Regions from separate parts of the Gasterosteus aculeatus genome. Here region 2 is linked to region 1. Evidence: chromatin contacts called from public Hi-C data. All regions are on one chromosome and are shown on one strand. The core of a region is the stretch at or near the end of the contact, and the rest is flanking DNA. Distances in the headings are between cores, read along the strand shown. Region 1 holds the start of hscb (HscB mitochondrial iron-sulfur cluster cochaperone). Region 2 holds the start of rtn4r (reticulon 4 receptor).

Region 1 (6,531 bases), core at 2,226-4,725:
CATTTTCCCCCTTGTTGTGCATTGCAACAGTAGCCAATCATATCCCATTTTTTATACTATGGCCCCATTCTTTTTATAAATGATCCATTCAGTGATAATATCATTCCAATTGGTAGTTTGCATTTTGAGCGGCGTTGGGCTGGATTCATATTGCCTGCAGGCTGCACAATTTACTGTTTTTAAAATCACCGCTACGTCAAATTATTTGATTAAACTAAATATCTGTAATCGGGGATTTTCTTTAGTTAGTTGAAAGACAGTATCAGTACAAATGGGCAATTAAACATTTGACTATTTATCAATGGTGCCTTTTGTGTACAATATGGAAATAATTTCCTTTCATTTTTATTAATTCAATTTGCCATTTGTTCTATTTTAGTAATGAACTGACTGACAGAAGCAAAGGGAAAGAACTTAGTAAACCTTAATATCTGTTTATTTTTCACAAGTAACATAATGCATATGCCGCAGCATGCATTGCAACACATGAGATCTGTCGGTTACACTGTAAACAACCAGTTCTTCTAGGAGGGCTGGCTCGTGGTATCAAGCCACACTTGCTGTTACCATGGTGACAACAGAGGTCACCAAATGAACCAGAACGGAAATCTTAAGGATTACACCTCCATCCCACAGGATAAAGGATTCCGTGTCTCTCTCACCTTCGTGATGATCGACGCTCGGCTCAAATGGATCCACCAGACTTTGCCTCAATAAATTGATCCGGCATTTGTTATTTACCCTTTGTGTGCCGGCCGATCTCTTCGGCGTCCTCTGGCGTCAGTGCTCCGTCGAGAGCTTCATTGATCTCCATCAACTCCGCCAGGAAACGCGGGTCCGCCCCGGGGTCGGTGCCCTCTTCGGTACGAATCCCCTCCAGCTCCAGCTGAAACGCAGGACGGGGGTCCGTCAGAAACTTCGAAGCGCTCGTTTACTACTTTGGACCGGCAGCCGGTGGAAGAAGCCGTCAAGACACGCCGCGTGCCGGCGTTCATGTAAATCAACTGTCAAGAGATTTCACACTCACCATATAAAGACCACGACTCAAAGGCTTAAGCAGAGTCTGGTATGCTTTGTTCACGAGAGCCGAGTGGCTTTCTGAATACTCCTGTTCCGTCTGCGAAAGAGAGAGACGTTATGGTCGCTTCCGACAGCGCGCGCTCCATAGTCACGCGTCGGGAAACCCAACGTGCTGCCGCGCTCGCGTATTCACAGACCTGAGTACAGTTCTCAGGACTGTCAGCTCGTGTGAAAATCACCCGTCTCAAGGTCGTGTGGATCTGTTCCTGCAACAACAAGCGGCGCGGGAGGCGGCTGCCTTGTGGCCTCGTATAAGTAATGAGTTTTCTTTACACGATGAGGAGCTCGGGGGAGGGAGGGGGGGTTGTCTAATTACGGATAAATGGCCAGAGGTGCTGATGAATAAAACGGAGCGTGAACAATGTCGGACAGGTTGTTTGTGAAGAAAGCGTTTTACATTAGCTTCCCTCTCTCGCTCAATGTGAGTCAAGCTTTCATACCGTATAACGACAACATTCTGCGTGCTGCACGAAATAAATTACCTGCGATGCAACACTCCTCCTCCTCTTCCTCCCTTGGGTGACTAAATAATGCTTAGTCATCCAAACTAACTGTCAATTTCTTTTTTAATGATGCACGAGGGGGTAAAGAGTCAGCGGTTTTACTACTTTATAAATAAACTATATCTTATTTCTTTCCGTGAAAGATATTTATAGCTGCACTAATCAGTGGTTACATCCTCTGTGTCTTTAAACTGCCCTTCCTATAGTTTCTAACACGTGGCCTTCAGCTGCCAACTGCTGGCTCAGCAAAAGCCACGGAGGCAAAAAAATATGTTCTAAATTTTGAATTTAGCATTTTTACTCAAGAATATCATTTGGTGATTAATTAATAACAAAATGAAGTTCTGAATTCTGCAACAAATATATCTGTCATTTTTCTCCTCTGACCAATGGGTGGGAAACCATTGCCCCCACAGCAGGGATAATGAAGTACATCCATCCATCGTCAAACCGCTAATCCTGCAGACAGGGTCGCGGGGGGGGCTGGAGTCTATCCCAGCCAACTTCGGGCATTAGACAGGGCACAGGATAATGAAGTATATGTAGAATATAAAAGGCATAGGCATTGGACCACATTAGACAATCAAATTACTTAAATGTTCTCTTGTAACGCCTTTTAGATTCTTAAAACAATGTGTTTTAATGTATACCGTAAACCAGATTTTTCTAATGCAACCTTTGTGTCCACCAATCGTGTATAAGAAGGCAAAGGACTTTCTATCTTGGATTATATTATTTTACTTATTCTCTTTCATAGAACTTCATATTTATTTGGCCAAGACCTTTTCCCAGTGGACATCTTCACATAGCAGGAAAGGCAAAGTTTAAACCAGGTACCAACCTGGTACTTATTTATATTGATCTCAATGCTTTCATCTCATTTGCGATTCCTTGAACTTGCACGACCCGTTGCAAATTATAGGCTAAGCTGCTTCATGGCCTAACTGTCAGCGTCTCATAAGGACATCACCAAATGTCACGTGGTCAAATAAGGTGTCCAACTCCCCTGTCACGGGTCACACCTGGACTAACAGATGTAACTGGACTGATGTGCATTCTGGTTCCCGCCCACATCTCCTGCCTACCACAGACTTCTGGCTGAAGTTGTCTGGATGTAGAGCCCGCTGGAGCTGCAGGTATCTTCTCTGCAGCTTCTGTGTGTCCACCGAGAACGTGAAGTCGCTGAAAAAAACAGGCAAACACAACGCGGGGGTGACGTCATGTCGCGGCTCACAGTTACACACCGATGGCAGCGGGGAAATCATAAATACAGAGTGATACTTACCAATCCATCGTTTTAAAGTAGGACGCATCTTCTTCCGGGGGCTGGATGACGTTGCATGACGTACAGAAGAAGGCGGGATTTGCATCGAGCGGCTGTTCGCACTTCCAGCAGCGCACTTGGACTTGACCTGTGCAGAAGCTCCTGTGGGAACTGGCCGGAGTCGTGGAGTCGATGAGCTTCCTTTCCCTCCCCCGCGCTTCGAGCTTCAGGCAGCTGTGCCGTGTGTCCTTCACGGGGATGCTGCTCATGCAACGCGTCCGACATGTAACAGTCGTATAAGCGGTCTGTCGCCTCGTCGCGAGGCGGCCGTGGTGCAGTAAAGCCCCCGATGAGCACAAAGTGCGCAACGTCTTCAACGACAACATTTCTTAAAAAATATATATATATATATACATATATATATATATAAAATACACCACTCGCGGTGCTGTAATGGTGTCAGCGAACACTCAAAGCTCAGCGAGTCCTTCCTGTCAAAACATGTTAATTTCTCCTCCAGAAACGGGAGGAAGTGCGTTCTGTGTCTGCGTATCCGTGTTCTCGCGCCACACTGCCACCCGTCGTCATGGCGGCGCAGCGGGGGAACGTCTCTGAGTGCGGGGAGGGGAGGGGAGGGGGGGGAGGAGGCTAGCAACAGCGGCGAGCAACAACAGCTAGCACGCGCAGCCGCAAGAAACAGCCAACGCAATAACTTAACGGATAATCAAATAATGTAGCGTTGGATTTGATCGCGCCACGGCAAACGTAGTAAGTTCAACGTTGCGAGGTCTTTAATACACGCTATAAACGTATCGCTGACACGTGCACTACAACGTTTGAGAGGATGTAAACTTAAAAAGAATCAATTGTCAGTACGTTGCCAGGTTAGCTCGTGGGCTAACCTCAGCCTAGCTTAGTTTGCTAACGTGTTATTTCAGAAAAAAAGTGATATCTCTTGTTGGCTCGTTGTCAGCCACCAAGTGGCTTCCTTTAAAATACCATTTGAGGTCACTTAATGGCATTAATATGAATAAAACACTCCGCCTTAACTTTCCGCTGAGAAGTGCTTGCTCAGCTAACGGAGCTAGCCGGCTGACAAAGACATTCCATGCTAACGCAACCAGCTGGGACTGGTCCGCGGAGCCTCCATCCAAACTAGCCGGCTACTTTCCCAACGTTTCGTGAATCTGACGACACGATCAAGTCTGGCTCGATGTATTAAATCACCTTGTGTGAGGAGCAGTAGCCCGTAAAGCCACAGCCCTTTTATTGCCAAATAGTGTTGTTGGGACATAACTTTTTAAATTAAAATATACGCATGCGAGCTTTAACGCTTTTTGTTGCAGAAGATGTCCCTCCCAAGCGTGTCGGCGATCAGCTGGGACCTCATTAACTAACCCTATTGCGACGACCAAGGCGATGGTCGATGAGGAGTTTTGGTCACACGCAGAGTGGCTTGTCCACCAGGGTCTTCACCGAGCGCTGGAACCCAGATAACACCTGCAAACCCTGGTAAGTATTTCATTGACTGAATGTGCCGTGTTGTGCTGCCACATCATCTGCCCTCACCGGGCTGCATCCCATTGAACAGTTGCACAAGTTCCTCTGATCTGGGGCCAGTGTAAATATGCCTATTTGGTTCAAAAGATCAGACTGGGCGTCTTCAGTCCTTGTCTCTACAGTTTCCTGTCAAAAGGACGAGCTCCAGTGAATGCCAAGTCCTGACTCATGTTGCGTGTTTGTAGGTGGTGGGGGGGTTTTGGGGGCGGAGGTGCAAAAGGTGACGGTAGTGTATTCCAGAGAGAGACACTGGTCGGAGACAGCAGTTTCTACAAGGTAAACAGGATCTGGTCCTGAAGGCCGAGGGAGGTGCTTCTCAAGGCTCCCACAGACAATACGCTGGGTATTATTAACGGAAACGGCTAAGAATAGAGAGCAGGGGAGCGAGGTGGCTCCTCTGGCGGTCATGTTGTTTGGGTTAAACGAGCCAGAACGAAACATCATCGTTAGAAGAGTGGCTTCTCGAGCTCACATGGGTGTGTCACACACACACACTGGCTGAGTGTTGATTTCCAGTGCTTTATCTGTGCAGCAGCAGAGGAGTAGTCCTGGATCGCTCTCCGCTGCTTATGTAGGCTTGTTTTGCTCAACGTTTTCGGATTCGTAAGTAGAGCTATTTTCAAATGTGTTTTGTGCGGTTTTAAGTGGTACTCGGTAGCCGTTTGCCATGTGTAGATGTGAGCCTGAAGACTTTCTCCTAATTAGTATCGGGCAACAAATCCTTTGTTACATTTTGTATTTTTTCAAACATAAACTCTAATTTGTTAACGTATGAAATGATCAAACGGAAATATAATTATAAACATCCGTCGATGACACTGACTCAGCATCGGCACCAGTAACAACGCATCAGACAATAAAAGGGATTTATTAATTCTGAAAGGGATTGAATGGACGTGCTTTCTTTCTCATCCATTTGGGCCCTTAACATTTGAAATGCTGGGTCCAGTTGGAACCCTTTCTCAAAACAAGATTAATCACGCCTGTGTAACAACAGTTGAATCAATAACACGATAGATCACACAGAAAAGTCAATCAGGCGGTTCTTTGTCACAGGAAGCGTGCATCTATTGTATTACTCTTATCTGCAATTCTACTAAAATCTACTAAAATCTTCTTGTTTTTGACCTTTTTTTGTGAGCAGTGTACTAGTGATATTTGGGGCTGGGTATTCGGTTGTGGATTATGTGAAGGCTGTTCAGGGATCAGAGGCAAAGGCGAAGTGAGTTATTTGTGTTTTTCTAATTGGGGAAAAAAAAGCAATATTTGTCTTTAAGCTTTAACAAGTTCCATATAACTTAGGACATCACTGTGCTCCATTACGAACACGACGTTGTGTGATTTCTTTCCCCCCCTCACAGATAAACCATGATCCCCATCACTGAGCTGCGGTACTTTGTGGACACGCAGCCGGCGTACCGAATCCTGAAACCATGGTGGGACGTGTTCACCGACTACATCTCCATCGTTATGCTCATGATCTCCGTGTTCGGCGGCACGCTGCAGGTCACCCAGGACAAGATGATCTGCCTGCCGTGCAAATGGGTGGTCAACAACACCTGCAGGAAGAACGTCAATTCCACCCTCATAAATCCGTTGTACATGCAGCCCAAGGGGATCCAGTATGATCTGGACCGCCACCAGTACAACTATGTGGACGCTGTGTGCTATGAGAATAGGTTGCACTGGTTCGCCAAGTATTTCCCGTACCTAGTGTTACTTCACACCCTCATTTTCCTCGCTTGCAGCAACTTTTGGTTCAAGTTCCCGCGGACTAGTTCCAAACTAGAGCACTTTGTGTCCATCCTGCTGAAATGCTTCGACTCCCCGTGGACGACGCGGGCGCTGTCGGAGACGGTGGTCGAAGAGAGCGACCCGAAGCCGATGAAAATGAACGGCTCGATGGACCACAAGGCGTCCGTCGTCAGCGAGGACGTCGAGGCGAGCGTCCCCATGCTGCAGAGGACAAAGACGCGCTTCGAGCAGGGCATCGTGGATCGGACGGAAACGGGCGTCCTGGACAAGAAAGAGGGGGAGCAGGCGAAGGCCCTGTTTGAAAAGGTCAAAAAGTTCCGGATACACGTCGAAGAAGGGGACATCGTGTACAGGCTGTACATACGTCAG
Region 2 (6,531 bases), core at 1,183-3,682, 170 kb before region 1:
CGGCGGGACAGCTCTAACTTTCCCATAACCAGAGGAATTCATTCATGCCCCCGTTTTCCTTTTGATCCGTCGATGAGCCCGTGATGAAAGAATGGCCGGGCTTTGGCATTGGGATCCGCTGCCTTTGAGACTCAGCATTTTGACTCATTTCATTACCGACATGAATTAAAGATCGGCATTCTTCATTTTTGCACCGGCACGGCGGTGATCCACCCTCAGTTCATTTACGGCCGCTCGCCCGCGCGAAGGCCCCCGGCCTCAAAGCTCCCGTGACAATTTACCTTTGTCCTTTTCACTTGCCGCCGCATATGATTGTGAAATACTCTAATGGAATGAGCGGAGGACTTTGGAGTGAGTGGCGCTTCTGTGTAATGAGCTGGGGTGGGTACAGTAATCAGTCACGGTTTACCTTTCACTTCCTGGCACAAGGCAGACATCTTAACTAGTGAGTCAAATTCATGTTTTTTCTAATTGGGAATATATTCAGGAACTCGGGGAATGTATTTCAGAGGGCAGATTTGGCGTTAATGATAAAACAGACTTAATAAATACATATTTGTTATAGCTACTCCGTTTCTGTTTCAATCAGTTCCTAACACAGAAGAAATATATTTCATCTACATAACCTGGTTATTCAGGAATATATTTACTATATTCTTAATATAAATAACATGTATGAATGTTGCCTACGTTAGTGGCGATAAAAGCATTCCTATTTTATTTTTCTCTCTTGAGAAAAGCCTGAGAAAATCCAACACAGCAAAAGGCACTTTCCCTGCAACGGTGCAATGCATACAAACAAAGGGCATACAGATGAACGACGGGATTATGCGCACACACGTGTCGGCCCACACGGATGAAGCAGGACAGAAAGAGATGACCGTGGAAGGTGACAGCGTTTCCTATTCTCTCGGGGTGACCTCCTTCGCAGCAGGTTGCCGCGGCAGCTTTGGACCGTGTCTCTACCGGCCATCTGGCCCCGGCGGCCTCCGCTGTGAGCAAATACCATGTGACTGGTTCACCGACATATTCCCGTGGTATGATTCAACATCGGGACAGTTGTAAGCTCAGGATTAGCTTGCCACTCATACCCGTATTTCACCGGACTACACCGTCCACCTGTGGTTTTCAATTCACCTGCTCCCGAAGATAATCATTGAGAAGATGCTACTCCAAGTGTGCAAGATTGCAATTGGGAGACCTTCCCATATATGTGACAGAAGTGGAAATATCCCAGGTTTCCTCATGGTAAATGTGGCAAACGTTCTCCGGTGCACATTGACTGGTTTAGATGCCTTGCTGTCGGTGAGCAGGGAATCACCTTCCGGACGTGAGCTGTCTCTGTCCATGGTGCTGAAGATGTGCTCCGTGAGGCCGGCAGGGGGCGCGTGGTGCCTACAGATGGATCAGCAGGCTACGCTGCTGTGGATCCGTTCCTCCCGGGCATCAAGCACACCGTGCATACTGCCGAGTTGATAAGAGAGACGGCGAACAGCTCTTCGGCTCTTCTCAATCGCGCAATAGTCAAATTACTTTACAAAAGCCGCCGATTTCATATCAAAATGAAGGGAAAACGGAAGGTTTGACGTCGGATTGCAATGCGGCGCGTAGACTTTCCACATAAATGCAGAGAGGAATGTCTGCCTGTGTTGGACAATAATAGTATTACTATACAGAAAACATTTCAAATGACCAAACGTTATCAATTTAGAAGGTTGCAATGAAAAAACTATTCATGTCATTAAAAAAAAAGATGATTTTTGGGCTCAGGTAGGTTTAGGATCTGAAGTGTTTTGCTGTCTCTTCTGTAAGCGGAACTGAAAACAACTCCGCCTACGACATCAGGCAGCCAAATTGTCCAGTCGTGTCCCCGGGAGGGAGCGCGTGTCCCACCGGGAGGGAGCGCCGGTCCAACCAGCAGCCAGGCTCTCCGGTCTTCTGGGAGCTTTTCTCGTATGCATGTTCGTGCCTGGCCGTGTCCGATCCAAATAGATTCCCCTCACGTGACCTTCCTCCACCCACCACCATCACCACCTCCAACCCCGGCGCATCAAACATTCATCAGAGAAGGAGCCCTGCGCTGCAAGAAATGTCCGTCTGAATAAGTGATTAAGTCTGAGATTTACTCTTGATCGTTAAAGTCCATCACTTATGTAGACTCCCGTATGTTTTCACCACATTTTATGTGTGTTGGCTTTTTAATGAAGCCAGGCAGAAAACACAGCCGAGTCCAAAACACGCGCAAAATCTCCCGCGTCTTCCCCCACACAAAAACAATTACCCCCAAAATGTAAAAAAAAAAAAAAAAAAGAATATACATGTAATATACACATCTCTTTTGCAGGGTGAATAAAACGTTCCTCTCTCTCTCTCTCTCCCTCTTCCTCTCCCACCAAGCGCACCTCCCTGCCCCGCCCTCCCCGTAGCACTTCCCCGTGGTAAACGCGCACTGACGCTCAGCAGTGCGGCCGCCCTCCGTGCGCATCCGCAACTCTTTTCTCCGTGTTCGTTGGGAAATACACAGACAGGTGATCGGATATGTGCTGCGCTTTCAAAACATGGATCCAATACTAATTTTTCGCCTCTGCCATTGATTCTCCACTTAACACTTTGAGGCTCTGTCTGCGCGTCCTGCAATTTTCTTTTGGGGTGGAGGGAGGGTGTGGGGGGGTGTGGGGTTGTGGGTGGCTGGGTATCGAGTGGTGCGTCGAGAGTCTACTGATCCTAATGTTGGATGTTTATTTGCTGACAATCTTTTCTTGAATCCCTCGTCCAAATGACTGAGCTCGGGTGCAGCCGGAGACTTGGCTCCCCACTCGGGAAGACCTACGGCTAAAGTTTGAAGGGCGCAGAGGCGGTCCGTCTCCCGCCGTCCGCTGGATTCGCAGTTGCCCACAGATTGCAATAAAACAGCGGATATCCGCGTCTCCGCGCACGCTGGGATCCGTCGGACTTGGATTTACACCGTCTGGATTCCACCCACAACTAAATCATGAAGACCGTTATTACTGACGGTGAGTACGCATCACAAAATAATAATACGTCTTTGGAAAGTTTCTGGCATAAAAGAGGATTCTCACTGCGCAATGATTAAATTAACAGCAGTGTCACTGGTCCGTGGGGAACAGAGACAGCCAAAGATACATCAGATGTCCTAATTGGACTTTGCTCTGCTGGCTCCTCCGGGGTTTGGTCGAGCTGGTAGATGACTGATAAACACCTCCGATCTACACAGCAGCACTTTTATTTTCGGTACCAAAAAGCAGTGTCAGTTATCGCGGCTCCGAACGACCTTGACTCTGGCTCTTAATTGAGTCATAATTCGGAGCATATTTTCCTGCGTGTCCCTCTCCCTCCGTGTGCGGTGTAGGTGGTGGTCAATATGCTGCCCATGGCATTGCAACTGAACCGCGGGCATCCGACCAGCACGTCTTGCGCGCCGTGGGAACGAGGTTACGTTGAACTCCGCAGATGGTCCAACGGAACCTCTCCCACCGCCGGCTGCTCGGCGCGTAATTGGTGCTTTTTGGAGGTATCGTCCAGCCGCCAGGGTGCCGCCAAAAAGAGAGAGAGAGAGAGAGAGAATTGCTCACTTTAGCCTGCGGTATTCTAATGAGGTCAACAATGGTCCTCCATTCCCGCCGGAAATGGCTAAGAATCGCGTGTCTTGGCAGTGGCACGCTGCGCGCGTTAGGTGGGGGCGGCACGGTGCTCGGGGGGAGGGAGGGAGCACCTGGCATGCCAGCGCGTGTGTTCCTGCACGCTTGCCTTGCGCTTGTGTTGTGTAAATAACGCAGTGCAGAGATAACAACACTGACGTGGCGTGCGATGCGTGATAAGCACCGCCTCGATGAGACGTAAGTGCATGTAGGCACCGTCCAACTTGGAAAACCCTCATCGTCTCCACCCTGCCCCACCCCAGCGCACAGGACGCGCGCGGGCCTGCTTATGCAACGCGCTGTGCACGCTCCCGCCTGGTCCTCACGTCGTTCATTGCTGGGCTAAAACTGCGGGATTATGGTGGGAAAGCTGCAGATTATTGTGGGCCTACGGTGTAACTTTGCATTTAAAATCAAAAGAGGCACGTCTACTCGGGTATTCTCTTTGATATGTCACAGGGTGATGCGAATTTAAATGCACGCCCCACCACCGCCGCCGAATGGCTCTGGGTCCCTCAGAAACCCTCCGGCAAGGTTTTCATCATCCAACTGGTGTGATTGAGCATCACACCTATGTCTTTTTTTTGTATCCTGCTGCAATTATAATTGGTATCCCTCCTCAAGGCTTCTGATTTGGCTTGGAAAATATGGCCTGTCGGTGTGTTGTGTTTAAAGTGTCAGGGTGAAGAGGGACTTTAATTTACACTCTTTTTCCACCCAGTCAGCACATGATGAAATGGCTTTGAGGGAAAGCTGTTGCTTGTGAGATCGTGCCATTGCCGCCTGTCTGCCAAGAAAAGCCAATCAAGCCCAGATTAATGGATAAAACCTACTATGGTGGAAGTGAAAGCTTTCTCTTCAAGGGTTTTACACAATGAATGGTCTTCATTTAGCTAAACTTTTGCTTTGGTTGTGGTGGGCCATTGCCAAATACTACTTACTAATGCTTTAAAGTGAAATAGGCCACAAGATGCAGCATCTGTTGTTGTTGCGAACGTAACAAGCCCAACTTGGATAAATTGGTGGGAATGTGTGAGGAAAGGAAGATGGAGGATGCACGTGATATTGGGAAGCGTGGCGGTTATCATGCGTTCCACGTCTGTTGCACTAACGGGCTTCAGCTCAAATTGTCTTTCATCACGTGTCGGAATGTCATCCGTAACAGATGGTGCCGCAAAGCGAGAGCAATTTTTTTTTCTAGTGCTGCTACCACAACTGTGGAATGTGTTACTTCTGCACACAATTATGATAATACATCTTGATCAATATGACTGACTCCTTGATGCTCTGGTAGATGCTGAGATTTCTGGCGTTTTCTTAGCTTTTAATATTCAGCCTTAAATTGAAGACCGTGGCATTCCCCCCGGTCTCAATTATTCCATTTTCACTAGTCTTGGACAACAGAGTGCTATTGAGCTAGAACCTTTCTAGCTATGAAGACTAATAAGCCTCATTACCTGACCCACGGACCCGAGCAGCTCCAAGAAGAGCAGATGATACCTTACAATTCTTCTGCTCACCAATAGAGATTCTGAGTTGTCCAAATCAAGGGTCTTCAACGTTTTTTTCAGGCATTTATTTTCTGTTTATTATATGGCCATATAAATGTTAATCCTTACCCATGATCCTGTGAGCCATTGTATTCATACATTTTATCGATTGCAGGATGAAGATGTAAATATTTTGATCAACATTGCCTGTGTGGTATTAATACCATGCTCACTGCGACAAACTGCACCAGGCTATCTGAGAGGGGATCTGCTATATTCAGGATGAGCAAGCTCCTTCGGGGGCTTCTTTTAATTGGACGCGCCCTTCAAGTAGCACTGCATTTGTTTGTACAGTGCTCACACAAACATCCAATGATACACACAGGCATGCTGGGCTCAGATATCCTTGGATCCATCCGCTCGAGGATGTCCCAGCCTCCCAGCCCTTCATCGCTAATCAGCAAGACAGAGGAACTAAGTGGATAAACGAGTAAAATTCTATTTGTTTATACAGAGGAAGCTAAGGGGCGAAATAATACAGAAAGCAGAAGAAATGGAATAGACTATTCCCCCAGATTAGCGGTCCGTAATCCTCTCTGTGGGTTATTATTCTACTGTCACAATATTTAGAGACAATGACCCGAAAACTGCAGAAGCTAGCCCCCAAAACCCCTACACTCCTCTTCAGATATAACAAGTGTCGGTTCTAGTCTTCAGAGGGAGGACCGGAAGAATTAGCGTTATGCAACTTTAGGATGGCGAGGTGGATTGATCCCATATGGAGGATTTATTCCTGTCTTTTTTATAAAATCCCACCACAACGCTGAATCATAATCCTGTAAAGGTGCACATGCATGACCGAGCAAATGAAAAGCTCCCGTGTGGCTGTGAGCCCAACCCTAAGAGGAAACGGAAGTGAAGTCTGCACACAATGTGCAGTTGCGTCACAGTGGCGCTACATGTCGACAGGCTAACACAAAAGCCCCCCGGAGGGCCTCGGAAGCAAATGTGCCTCTGTTAATTCCTCCCTTCAACACAACAATAACAACAATAAACTATCCCAGCATGCAGAGAACAGAGCTGGCTAATTTGTCCGACGCGGTGCACATGCACACATCTCTCAGTTCGGGGACCTTTGACCTCGCCCGGGGCCACTTTTCTGCCCGTGCATCCACGAGAGTCGCGCCGTTGTCCTAATCCCGTTGCAGATGGGGGCGTCGCGCGGCGGGCTTCCTGAGCGCCGGTGACGCTGATTATACCACAATGGGGAGGCTGACTGATGGCCTAGTAAATTGTTAATTAGACAGAGCAGAAGCCGCTCTTAAATTAGGCACATGAATGGAGGCGCTGTCAGCGCTGTAAGTCGGGCCGGGCGCCGCTCC

What was found. A called contact is a pair of places that touch in the nucleus more often than the background predicts.
Region 2: a contact with region 1 is called in a Hi-C map of skeletal muscle, with 3 times the contacts expected there. The contact joins the promoter of rtn4r here to the promoter of hscb in region 1. A contact is called at or near these places in 2 of 6 Hi-C or Micro-C datasets (both in skeletal muscle).

Annotation. Positions count from the first base shown.
Region 1 is chr13:19,658,439-19,664,969 of fGasAcu3.hap1.1, reverse strand. hscb (HscB mitochondrial iron-sulfur cluster cochaperone) reads right to left here and starts at 3,475. Exons shown (of 6, transcript XM_078087526.1): 1 at 2,869-3,475; 2 at 2,669-2,765; 3 at 1,028-1,117; 4 at 742-886. The coding sequence starts at 3,233. lrrc8ab (leucine rich repeat containing 8 VRAC subunit Ab) reads left to right here and starts at 3,477. Exons shown (of 5, transcript XR_005713887.2): 1 at 3,477-3,615; 2 at 4,194-4,359; 3 at 5,769-6,531.
Region 2 is chr13:19,828,877-19,835,407 of fGasAcu3.hap1.1, reverse strand. rtn4r (reticulon 4 receptor) reads left to right here and starts at 2,432. Exons shown (of 2, transcript XM_040196281.2): 1 at 2,432-3,014. The coding sequence starts at 2,993.